Linked DNA regions of Mus musculus: region 2 is linked to region 1. Evidence: chromatin contacts called from public Hi-C data. All regions are on one chromosome and are shown on one strand. Each heading gives the region's core, a stretch centred on a gene start, on an enhancer-like site or on the middle of the called end of the contact. The rest is flanking DNA. Distances are from core to core; before and after follow the strand shown. Region 1 has its middle 55 kb from the start of Gm30974. Region 2 has its middle 82 kb from the start of Gm22633.

Region 1 (6,433 bases), core at 356-2,855:
AGCTGAGCAAGGATTTTTATGTTGCTTGTTTAGCCAGTGCAAACCAAGTTAGACAGTGGTAAATATTTGAAGTAATTGCAGTGTAGAACTTTCCTCTGTCCTTGATATGACCATTGTCATCTGGAGCATAGTTGTTGTGGGGACTGTTATGAAAAGAAACTCAACACATGATACAACAGCTAGCCAGACCTATGGTATTAGAGCTGCATACATCCCTTCTTAGGGGAAAAAAGAGAGGAACAAAATCTCGAGAAGTCTGTCCCTGAAAACTGCTGCTCCTTCTTGCCTGGCTACATAATCATGGGAATGCTAAAGTATTTGAGGAGAAAATATTGATTGGGAGTGTGACATTTGGTATTGTAGCGACCTCCTAGAGGAGTCCACGTTCATCTCGGTAATGTGCTCCTTCACTGGCCAAGTTTCTGGGTATGCTAGTTATTTTTGCCTTATTGTATATGTTGGAAACAAATCACTGTATGTGCCTCAATCTCAATGAGAGGGAAATTGACTTCAATTTTTTTCAAAGTAAGAGTTTCAAATAATTTCCATATTATATAAAGAGCTGTATTCAGATACAACCAAACTTTTATTTCAGAACATATTTTTAAATATACTTACTTTATTTTATGTGTGTTGGTGCTAGGCTGCATGTGAACCTAAGCATCACATGCGGGCAGTGCCTAAAGTGCCCAGAAGAGATGATTAGATCTCCTGTACCTGGCATTTCAGACAGTTGTGAGCCTCCATGTGAGTGATGGAAATCAATCCTAGGTCCAGTGCAAACCAAGCCAGACTGTGGTAAATATTTGAAGTAATTGCAGTGTAGAACTTTCCTCTGTCCTTGATATGACCATTGTCATCTGGAGCAGCCAGAACTCTGAACCACTTACTGAGCCCTCTCTTTAGCCCTCCTATAATGCAATTTTAATCTCACATAGAAAACATTTTGTTACAGCAGAATATAAAAATGTATAGCGATGCCTGTCACCATACACACAAAGCTGGTAGACCATCTTCGTATGTATGCAGCAATGACATAACATCAATAACTTTTGCAAAGACTTTTCTTTTATGGTTCATTACAAACAAGAGTAGGGGGGTGTAAACATTTCTAGCAAGCACCAAAGAACTAAATAATGAACAAGGGAATATTTTATACAATAGCCAGAGGCAGTGTTGGCCAATTTATTAAGTAAAATTTAATTTGATAATCTTGTCTTGAATGTTGGCAAAAAATGCCTGTAAAAGGAACAGAAGCAATGGGGACCATCGTAAGATTACTTGGAGGTTTCATTTTTCCATTGCTTGTTTCGCTTTAAAGTAAGAAAAAAATCATAGTGACTCAAAAGATTATACGTTATTCCAGGCTAGCAATTCTCCCCCTACTCTGTGAAAGACTGTACATTGTTCAATAAATTAAAAACTCTAAAGTGTCTACTAATTAGTTGCTTTATAAATATGAAGCACAAAAATTGATTTGCCAGTTTTCTCTTTTAAGTAAAGTGACTCATTGTTTTGATGTCTACCATATGACACATTGTTTCTTAGCTGCTCTGAGTGGCCTTTAAGAGACCTCTGCTTTTAAAAATCTTGTTTCATTTATAAAAAAAATAAGCAAAACTTGTTAGAATTTAGGGCGTGATGCCCACACGGCCATGACTACTGGGCTATGTCTCATTATTGAATGTCATACTTGAATCACTCTGGAGCTAATTTTGCTGAGAGATCCTGGGGCCTAAAGTGATAATTAACCTACCCATGGCCAGATGATGAGCACAGTTAGAATTGAAGTACAGACTTTCTGACTCATTTTCGCTGATTATATTTCTTACATGTCTTTGTTTAGATTGAGCCTCACTTACATGACCAATAAAGAATCTAAAAAATGCAGGGCTTCTTTGTGAATGAGTTTCCTCATGGGGTTCTGCCAATCTTCTTGTGGGTCTGTGGAATTCCAAAAAAAACCATGGGACAGCTGCATTATCCTCTTTCGTATTACATAGGAGAGACCCCCTAATAATGCTAAGCTGTGATATTTAGTTCATCAGTAATAACAGTTTGGATTTAGGGAACAGTTGCATTGATTAACCAATATAATTTCCAGAAGACACAGGAAAGCATAATTACCAAGCTCTGGTCTTCCAAACATCTCTGTGCAGGTTGGACTGCCCATGTAGACACAAATCCCTTCCTTACTCTGAGAGAAGAGTGGATCAGGAAGGGAGAAGAAAGGAAGAAGGGGTTGGAGGCGTGGGGTGCTGACACATGTTCTGGGGTGTAAGTTTTAATATTCAACATATTTTGAGTCCTATTGACACCTTCAGCTCTAATGACAGAGAAAGCTATTACAATGGGAATTTAAAGAAAATAGTATCAAATAGCTAAATTAAAGAAACGAAGGATTTGGATAGTTGTGTTAACTGGGCAAGTATCTTTGTCTTTCTGTTCTTCCTTTTTAATAGTGAAATAGTAGTAGAGATTCCATGTAAAAATCTTAGCGTTTGTGTTAATGCACCACAAATGCTAAAGTGTTACTATTATTTTATACCTATATCTGAGATTGGAGTTAAATGGATCTATACTAACTATTTCTATTATTTAACTGTCAACTGTTTCAGATTGTAAAATAGTTTGGCTTGGTTTAGTATTACTAAAAACTTTTGACATATTCTCTGGAGTCTCATGACTTTAGGATATAAATAAGGTCTACATAGTGACAGTTTACTCTTATAGCATCAACCTCAGAAGACAAGATACTAGCTACAACAAAGCTTGACTTATAAAAAACTACTATTGCAGAAGAAGTGGTAGAGTTTGCCTTGGATCAAGATGTGGGCAATGTGATCACTAATATCCAGTGGTTAGGTGGAGTTGGTAGCAAAGGATGTAGAGGTGAGGAGAAGGGCTAGATGCTTAATAGAAGTACTTTAATGTTTCTAGTTTCCTGATGAAGAAGGAAGCAAGATAAACTTTACCTAGAGAGAGTGTTAGAAAGCAAAAGACACGTAAACCCTTGTGTTTCTTGTCTACTGCTTAACAGTTTTAGTGTTTTGTCCTTTTCTGAACTGGCTTACTTTTTGATACACCTTTATATCCCTTTTTAAACGTATTTGATGATATGAGGATCCCATTTCTGCTTAGAGTTTGTGAGTTCTCAGAGAACAGAGTTCTTAGCAGATTGCTTGTGATGCCCTTGGCCATATGGTGTGAGCAATGAAGGTTGATGCATCAAAGATTCAGGTTTTTAAAAACTGAAATGTACAAATAAGATGATCAAAAAAGACAAAAAAATACTTGCTTTTAATAATTTGTGAAGACTCAGATGTCTTGTCATGGGCAAATAGAGTGGAGTAGTGTACTAGAGTTTGGGGAAAGTAAATAAGAGCAAGATGGGAAGAGAGTGCAGAAGCAGCAGAAACACATGGTGGAGGCTGCTCCTGGTAACCTTGGTTACAGCAATCACTAAATATTTTTATCTAACTGCAGGAGTGTGAAAGGTTCATTTACATAAAACATACTCATGCTTGATGCAAGGGAAGACCTTCTCATGATTTGATCACAATAAATTCTACTCTGTATGCATATCCATTAGCATATTGTACTCTGGAAGATACAAAATTTTCAACAAAATACATCTATCTCCAGGAACTCTTATTTTTAAGGTGAAAAATGTTCCTCAAGTTCTTGAAGAGCCCCTGTATATTATAGACACTTCCAAAAGGTTCTGTGATCTTGCAGTTATAAAAGTATGAATTCTAGAAAGTAAAGTATGAGATGTATTAGTAATGGGTGCTGAGCCAACCAACCATGTCAGTGGTTAAATGGTGTAAGTATCTCCATTACAGTTCAAAGAGAATGACAGGTCCTTGGACTGGAGCCACACAAATTCCAAACAGTAAGCAGCACATTTCACACTGAACTTCAAACACAATTTAACAATAAAGATTTGAAAGGTGTTGCCTGTCATGTTCTTCCAAGTTATTAACCACATTAAATTATGTAGATATTTCAAAAGGGTAAGAAAATATAAGTAATTATTCCTCAAATATATTAAATACTATATATTTATGGCTAAAAAGTGTTATACTAAAATATTTACAAATAAAATGATAGATGGTTATGTATAGTAAAAATATGAGGTGTTAACTTCAAAAGTATATATAATTATCGTTCTGGTTTATTTTAGAGTATAGGTTTAACCACAAGCTATGCAAATTAAGGTATTATATTCAGTGTTTATGTAATTGCAGAGTATTTCCTCTAAAATTATTGTGAAAATAGCTATAATTAAATAAATGCTCTCTTTAATTACTGTAAAGTCCCATAATCTTTTTATGCAGTATAAAGAGAGTTGTTGTTGCATCCTCATGAGAGCTAGGCACTCATGACAGTGACACCCCCACCATGGGCTATTAAATTATATGACCATACATTGATCCACAAATCTCCAATAAATAGTGACGCTGACAATGCGTGAGCCCACTGTTCTAAAGACCAGAATTGTCTCCTGCATTCCATTTTGACTCTTGACGTGACACTGTTTCAGATATTTCCAAACATGAAAAGAATTCTGAGTTATTTTTATAATCAAATGATCTATCTTCCATTTGCTCAAACATTCCCAATAACGTTGAAGAAGCAACTACATCTGGATTCATTTTCACACTACTTCATGTAAATATTTTCAAAAGGAAAGCAGTGAATAAAATAATGAATCAACTTAAAGCCCAGCCTTATTACAAACAGCTGGCTTGCAAACATGTGCCTGAAGAGAAGGATCATCTATGTGCAGTTTGTCCCATTTACTTTCATTTTCTTTTAGATGCATTCTTTTTCCCTTCTGGAAAAGAATGCTAGATGATGATGAAGAAGAAGAAGAAGAAGAAGAAGAAGAAGAAGAAGAAGAAGAAGAAGAAGAAGAAGAAGAAGAAGAAGAAGAAGAAGAAAAGAAGATTAAATTCAGAACAAATGAACTTCACTCATTTTTGCTAGTATTTTATACTGAACCATCATACTTGGATACATTCAAGATCAATTATCTTTAAGTTTCCAACATTTGTAATATACCCACCCAGTATGCTGCTGGGGTCTGTCTGTCATGGCTGTTTTCTTCCTCCCTGGAATATAAAGGTAAGGCACTACTTTGCTATCTTTTGACTGTTATTTTAACTGCAACTGTCTATTATTTTAGCCATCTGTGACCACAGCTACAATGATACTAGAGGCAGAGAGGACTTCAGAATCTATTTTGTCCACTTCCCTTCTTTTAGAGCTGAAGGATGTGTCATTTAACTTGTTCTGTACACTCAGTGAAGGGAGCCAGGACACCCTGCTCTCACCCAAATACTCCCAGTCTATGTGCACTGCACTAACATTTCTGTTTCCTCTTCCATGGCTTGCTTAAGGTAACTCTCCTTTGGTTCTCCACACAGGGTACTTTACATTCAGAATCACTTTCTTTCCTTTCACCGGATCACATCCATGTCTCTGTATGCAACTCACATTTTGCATGCACACATTATGGACAGGACCTATCTTTTAGTTTTGGTTTTCTTCCTTAAGCAATGTCTGTTTGCAGACATTGTGCAAAGATTCATACACAAACATGAATATAGAGAATTATCCTTTTAAAAATAACTTGTTTCTTTATATGTGCGAATGTGCATGAATGTCTATGTTTTCACAAGTCCATGCATACAAATGGGAACAAGAAATTAATCCAGGTAACTGAACACCTTGTGTTTTAGGTGTTGAGTGTCTCACTGAAACCTGGGAGTTTCCAAGTCAGCTAGGCTGGCTTGCCAGCACATCCCAGGAACCATTCTGCCTCCACATCACCTCCTCAGCCCCATGGTGCTGAAATCACAAGCGTAGGCCAGATTTTTATGAGGATGTTAGAGACTGAGTTTGGATCCCCTTGCTTGCATAATAAGCATTTTACTAACTGAGCCATCCCTCTAGCCCATTTATCGTCTCTTCTCTTTCTTCTACTTTAGAATCCTGAACTCAGTGCCCTACAGAACAACAGGTAGTTATTGGACTTTTGTATGAGGCTGCTTGTGGAGGTGGCCAGAGTGCTGTCATTTACTCCTAAAGTTACTTTTCAGCATTATTACTGGGACCGCAACTGCAAATGAGGCTAAGTTTGGAAGAAGTGTAAAGTAGCTAATGGAGGACACTTTCATTCTCAAAACATCATGTTCACCCCATCATCACTGTGTGTGGTAGGTAGGAAAGCTACATCAAGAGGGAATTAATAAGGGTGTCATTACGTCTCACATATATCCAGTTTTCAAGTGTCAAAGAAGCAGGTAGATGGCATTGGAAACATTCCTTTCACAGCTTGGCGAGCTTAGCTGTGCTGAGACTCAGCAGGGATGTCTCTATTATCTCTCTGAAGAAAGTCATTTGGTAAGATCATATTTTATGCCAT
Region 2 (6,251 bases), core at 2,642-5,141, 170 kb before region 1:
TCACAATACTTTCAAGGCAAGTCACTTTTACGAGTGAAGAGAAAAAAGGATAAAGTTCCTGAGAGTTTCACACTGTGCCAATAACAGAGGTGGGAAGATGAGAAAAATCTCTCTGCTGCTAATACTGAAGACATTTATCAAGGTGGATTCACTATTACTGTTTAAATTAACTTTTTTGTTTTAAAGAACTTAAAAAGCTTTCAGAATACTAGCCACATGGATGAGATACCCTTTGGTAACTTAAAATGTCTTCAATTCAAAGTTAAAATTTCTCAGATATCTTCAGCAACTCCAAAGGTAACACGATCTTCAGAAATTCCTTTTCTTGTGTCCTATTTTCTCCCATAGAAGTAAGTTATAAATTTATTTTTATGAAGGTTGGAAGAATGGGTATAATAGGGGATAGTTATCTTTTAATTCCTGTAAGAATACATTCAAATGTGAATCGACAGCATTTTATCAAATACTAATTTACTCATACTGTGAAATACTTTAGTGAAGCTGAACTTTAGTAGCTATACTCACATACTCAAGTCTCAGTAGTGAATAGAATAAGTGAAATTCTGAATTGGAGATTCTGAAGCCATTATTTCTGTTCCTGTTAGAAATGGTATTATGAAGCCGGGGAGTGGTGGCGCACACCTTTAATCCCAGGACTTGGGAGGCAGAGGCAGGCAGATTTCTGAGTTCGAGGCCAGCCTGGTCTACAAAGTGAGTTCCAGGACAGCCAGGGCTACACAGAGAAACCCTGTCTCGAAAAACAAACAAACAAACAAACAAAACAAAAAAAACCCAAACCAAAACAAAAAAGAAATGATATTATGTACAGCTCATTTGAAGTATTTGAAGCTCTTTTGAATTCAAGCAAGCCTTTTAGAAAGCTTTTGAAAAAAAAAAAAAAAGCTTAATGTTATTAAGCAAGCAAACAAAGACCCTTCGTGGTATTACCAAGCAGTGTCAACCAGAAACCACAGTTGGCACTAACCCTAAGAGTGTTTCAGCTTAATCTTGATGGAAGATTATCAAACATTTTCAGCAATTTGTCTACAAAGAGTTGACACTAGAAATATGTATATGTCATAATTCAGTCACACAGTGACTGCCAAACAAGTCATGTGATCCTGTAATAAAAGAAAGTGGACATGTCTGTCCTGTCCTAACCATCTACTGAAGCCTTGCCTAGGCTTTAGCAACAAATGGTATGTTCCAAAGAATAGTGCCATACTTATTCAAGGCCTCCAGTGACAGAAATGACTGGGGCAGTGAGGGAACAAAGAAAATCACAGAAAGTCAGCCAGAAAGCTGGGATCAAGAGGTCTGGCTCACTGCTGGAAAAATCACAGCACTCAGAAACTTTATTATGTACAGTTGAACAGAGGGGTGGGTGTTATTACATGCAGCTGAGCAAGATGTCTGGTGTTATTAATATAGATAAATGAGCAGACAGGGTTTATAGTGTATGTCTGGATCAAACAGTTAGGTTTAGCTAATCTCAGTAGGAACCATCTATGTATTAGAGCAATCTTTAGGCCACAGATATCTGGAGACAAAAGGCTATGATGTTTGTTTTCTGCCCACAGAGCCAACACTAATATTGGGTCCCTAGGGAAAGGTTTTTGCCATTTCCCTGTGTGTATCACCTCACAGGGTAGGCTTTGCCATGCCTCAGTGTGTCTGAGGCTCTGAGGTTCTTTGCATGACCATGTGTATGTCAACTATGTAACCTTTCCTCAGGACTTCATTTACTCTGTTCCATACCAAGTAGATACTAGGAAGAGAGCATGTGTGAGAGGCAGAGGTACAGAGTATATGCATAGTACCTGCAACTGTTTTGGGCATGCAAGGGTGACTGGGCAAAGATGACTACAATGAATTTAAATAAAGCCAGCCTTCTGCAGGATACTTAAATACAGGTTTTAGCAGAAAGCAACTTAGAGATGATGTTGGAAGCTTTTCTGTTTTCGAGAGCTAATCAGGTCCTATAGGCTCTTTCCTCCTATACAGAAATATCCCTTCACCTTGATCTTCGTTTCTTGTAAGTCTTGTATGGATAACTGAGTTTGCTCCTATTTGTTCTTTATTTTGTTTCCTTTTTCTCATCCTTCTACGATACTCCCTCCACCTTAGGTCTGTCCATTTCTGTTCTTACCACTTTCTTCTCATTCTTTGCTCATATGGTATCACAGAAACAATTTGTGCATGCACCATTCTTCCAGGAATTTGTGTAACAAGGCATGGCGATTTACCCTTTCTTTGACCACAGAGTGAACTTAACATATATGGGTAATGTTTAGAATTAGCAGAAATGGGAGTCACTTTTAGATATCACTTAGACTCCTCTTTGTAAAGTGGCAACCCTGAAATTATTGCATGTAGCAAAGAATGTTTTAATAATGTCCCAGATGAAAAGGCAATGAACAAAAATAACTGAAACTAGGAATATTCACTCAGTATATGTAGCAAACTTTTCTGGCCTTTATTTTACTTTTTGTGTATGTGCATATAATATGTGTATGTCTGTGTGGTCACATGTAGGTGGGCTTACATGTGTATATGTGTGGGTATATGTATATGTATTGTGAATACAGAGGCCTCAAACTGATGCCAGGAATCTTTCTTTCTTTACTGAGGCAGGGTCTCCCACTTGAACTCAGAACTTACCAATACAACTAGTATAAGCATCTGTAATGCCTGCCCAGCTCTTAAGTAAGTTCTGAGGGTTAACACAAGTGCTTTTTACACTGAGCCATCCTGATGGTTTTATCTTTCTAGCCTTAAAACAACAAAAATATAAAGGCTGAAGGCCCTAGCATGAGCTTGCTCCATTGGTCCCTAGTTCAGCTTTGGTAGCATATGCACACGTGCACATTTATTGCTTTGGGGAAAGTAAACATGGCGGATTTCTGCTGTTGCCCATGCTTGTTACTGACATCATGAAAGGAAATGGGTTTGTGACCCCTGAGGTGTGCTGATTCTGGTCCTCCTCACTGCTCTTGATGCAAAGCTGCTGTTGTGAAGAACAGTAATGGCTCCTCTGCAGCAGCACTCTGGTGCCTGAGATTGACCACCATCACACTACTTGCCAGTTACTATTGGCAAGAAGCCAAGCACCAAGAGGTCAAAGATCAAGTGTTGTGCCAGAGCTTGCATCTCCAATCACCTCACAGCCACGGGCAAAACTGTCCACAGTTATGTCTTCAGAAACATGGCTCTTAAACAGAAGGCCAGACAGGAAGGCATGACCCAGGAGAGGCAAGAACAAGATGTTCTTCCAGAAGCTTCTGTTCTTAGATGCCTTTTGTTTCCACCATTAAACTTTTTTTAAGGGCTTGTGCTTGAAAACAACATGATCATCTGTAAACCTGCCTTTCCCCGATCAGCTAATGTTAATTAGCAGTCACTAACGTGAACAGTCTGTGGAAAGTTAATGTTGGAATTGAAATGATTAAAAACCTGCATAGTGGAGCTTCACAGCTCCATGCCCCGAAAAGCTGGCACTGTTCCTGGACCTATGCGATACCTTCAGAATTAATAATGTTTAAAAAGTGGTTTTGGAACAAAAAATGTAAATGCTACGCAGGAATATAAAACAGACATTCTCTCTTCTGGTCATCTTGCTTTGCATATTGTTTCATCCGGTTCCAGTTTTCTATAAAATGTGGTTTTCATGCCGCAGCTTTCCTTACCTGCTCTTGGACTTTAAGTCAATACTTTCTGATTCCAATTCTTGGCACAGAGGAGTCATGCAATACTCCAAGGGTCCCCAGTTTCAAATGGAGATAAGAAAGGGAAGAGAAATTGAAAGTTGGGGAAGGGCACTGCACTGCTCCTGCTGTCACAGGAAGATGCAGCTGTCACAGGCCTTCTTGGACCTTCCCTGCATTCCAGAAGACCGCTGCCTCCTCCCCATGGTTCCCATAACACTCCACAGGGTTTTCCCTGATGACACTGTAAACTGCTGGCTGATTGTCTGGGTCTTTTGTGAATTTGTAGTGAGTTGTGACACATCAGAAGTCTCAAGCAAGGTCATAGACTTTGAGGCATTGCCAGAAGAGAGGATGAATCACAGAAAAGTTCTACAAAGAATTGGATTTGTTTTTATATACATGGGAAAGGTGGTGACCAGAATCTGTCTTCAGTTAAACACTGAATGGCTTGTTTAAGTACCAAAACCCAAGTGAATTATAGAGAAAATAATAACTATGACAGACTTGTTAAGGGTAGTTTTCAATTTAATATGTAGGCACATGCTGTGGTGCTTACCCAGAGAACCCTGTGCTATAGCTTTTCCTTGGTCCATGTTTCCAGGACTTAGGGAGTGTGCACATATTGATTCAGCTCCATATTCTTGGCTCCAAGTGGCAGAAATAATGCAAAAGAAATGATGCAGTCTGTTTGCTTCCACATTCTCATTTTAATGCTCAGCTAGAGGTTTCCATTCTGAGGTTTTCATTTTTTCCCTTCTCAACATTCTATGGAGACTTGAAAGGACTTTAATGTTTGATACTATAAGAAGAATTACTTCTGGTGATATTAATTTTCAATAGTGGGATGAGTTAATGATTCCTTTATGCAACTGTCTTCACATATGCTGCTTCATGTGATAACTGATGTATAGCTCTTGTTTCCACAAAGCAAATCAGGGAAAAATACCAAAAATGGGGCCAGGGATTCTGTTAGACCCAAAGAGGGTAGTGGCAGAGCTAATCTTGGTCCTCAAACAAAGTCAGAGTTTTTTTCTCTTCCTGGGTTTATATGGCTTCACACTCCCTGTAGAGAGGGGCTTGGTCTTCCTCCCTCTGAAGAGACTGTGTTTGTCAGTGTTAGATATGATTTTAATACCCAAAGACAGGCAATGTTCGTACCTCCTAGTTCATGGTGGCGAACCCTGGGGAAGTGTGTAATCTAGCATGTGTCCCGTGCTTCCCATATCAGATTTGAATGCCACAGAGAGGGAGTTTAATTCTGCTCCTCTTTGACATGGGTCAAGATGCTTGGACAGAAGAAAGTACACATCCCCAAAAGGCAAAGGCAGCACCTATCATAGGAGATTTGTTATATTTTCTATGTATTGGCTTGTAAAGGGCTTGTCAATACCTACTTACCTATCAAGCTAAAAAGAGTCTGTTGACTGTTGACTTTTCAACCAGGCTGCCTAGTCTTTTTTTTTTTTTAATCCTGTTTTATTTGCATCTTATTGTGATTTTAAAAAAATTTTTTTAATTAGGTATTTTCTTCATTTACATTTCCAATGCTATACCAAAAGTCCCCCATACCATCCCCCCCACTCCCCTACCCACCCACTCCCACTTCTTGGGCCTGGTGTTCCCCTGTACTAAAGCATATAAAGTTTGCTAGACCAATGGGCCTCTCTTCCCAATGATGGCCGACTAGTCCATCTTCTGATACATATGCAGCTAGAGACACGAGCTCTGGGGGGGTACTGGTTAGTTCATATTGTTGTTCCACCTCTAGGGTTGCAGACTCCTTTAGCTCCTTGGGTACTTTCTCTAGCTCCTCCATTGGGGGCCCTGTGATCCATCCAATAGCTGACTGTGAGCATCCACTTCTGTGTTTGCTAGGCCCTGGCATAGCCTCACAAGGGACAGCTATATCTGGGTCTTTTCAACAAAAATCTTGCTAGTGTATGCAATGGTGTCAGTGTCTGGAGGCTGATTATGGGATGAATCCCTGGGTCTGGCAGTCTCTAGATGGTCCATCCTTTCGTCTCTCAAATGCTATCCCGAAATTTCCCTATACCCTCCTTCTGACCTGCTCTCCTACCCACCCACTCCCACTTCTTGGCCCTGGTATTTCCTTGTACTGAAGTATATAAGGTTTGCAATAACAAGGGGCCTCTCTTCCCAGTGATGGCCGGCTAGGCCATCTTCTGCTACATGTGCAGCTAGAGATATGAGCTCTGGGGGTACTGGTTAGTTCATATTGTTGTTCCACCTATAGGGTTGCAGATCCCTTCAGCTCCTTGGGTGCTTTCTCTAGCTTCTCCACTGGGGGCCCTGTGTTCCATCTTATAGATGACTGTGTGCATCCACTTCTGTATTTGCCAGGTACTGGCATAGCCTCATACGAGACAGGTATAACAGGGTTCCTTCAGCAAAATCTTTCTGGTATATGCAATAGTTTCTGGGTTTGGTGGCTTATTATGGGATGGATCCCCGGGTGGGGTAGTCTCTGGATAGTCCATCCTTTCATCTTAGCTCTAAACTTTGTCTCTGTAACTCCTTTCATGA

The links. Hi-C and Micro-C count contacts between places; a contact is called where the count stands out from the background.
Region 2: a Hi-C map of muscle stem cells shows a contact between it and region 1, with 1.5 times the contacts expected there. The contact joins two enhancer-like sites. A contact is called at or near these places in 2 of 484 Hi-C or Micro-C datasets (granulosa cells and muscle stem cells).

The regions. Positions count from the first base shown.
Region 1 is chr1:12,112,668-12,119,100 of GRCm38.p6, reverse strand. No RefSeq gene overlaps it. Among named protein-coding and RNA genes, the nearest start is that of Gm30974, 55 kb to the right of the region's middle. Within about 2 kb of position 1,605, at least 6 of the 459 cell types and tissues checked have an H3K27ac peak or open chromatin away from gene starts, as enhancers often do. A contact at or near this core is called in granulosa cells and muscle stem cells, where this site is marked.
Region 2 is chr1:12,289,666-12,295,916 of GRCm38.p6, reverse strand. No RefSeq gene overlaps it. Among named protein-coding and RNA genes, the nearest start is that of Gm22633, 82 kb to the left of the region's middle. Within about 2 kb of position 3,891, at least 14 of the 459 cell types and tissues checked have an H3K27ac peak or open chromatin away from gene starts, as enhancers often do. A contact at or near this core is called in granulosa cells and muscle stem cells, where this site is marked.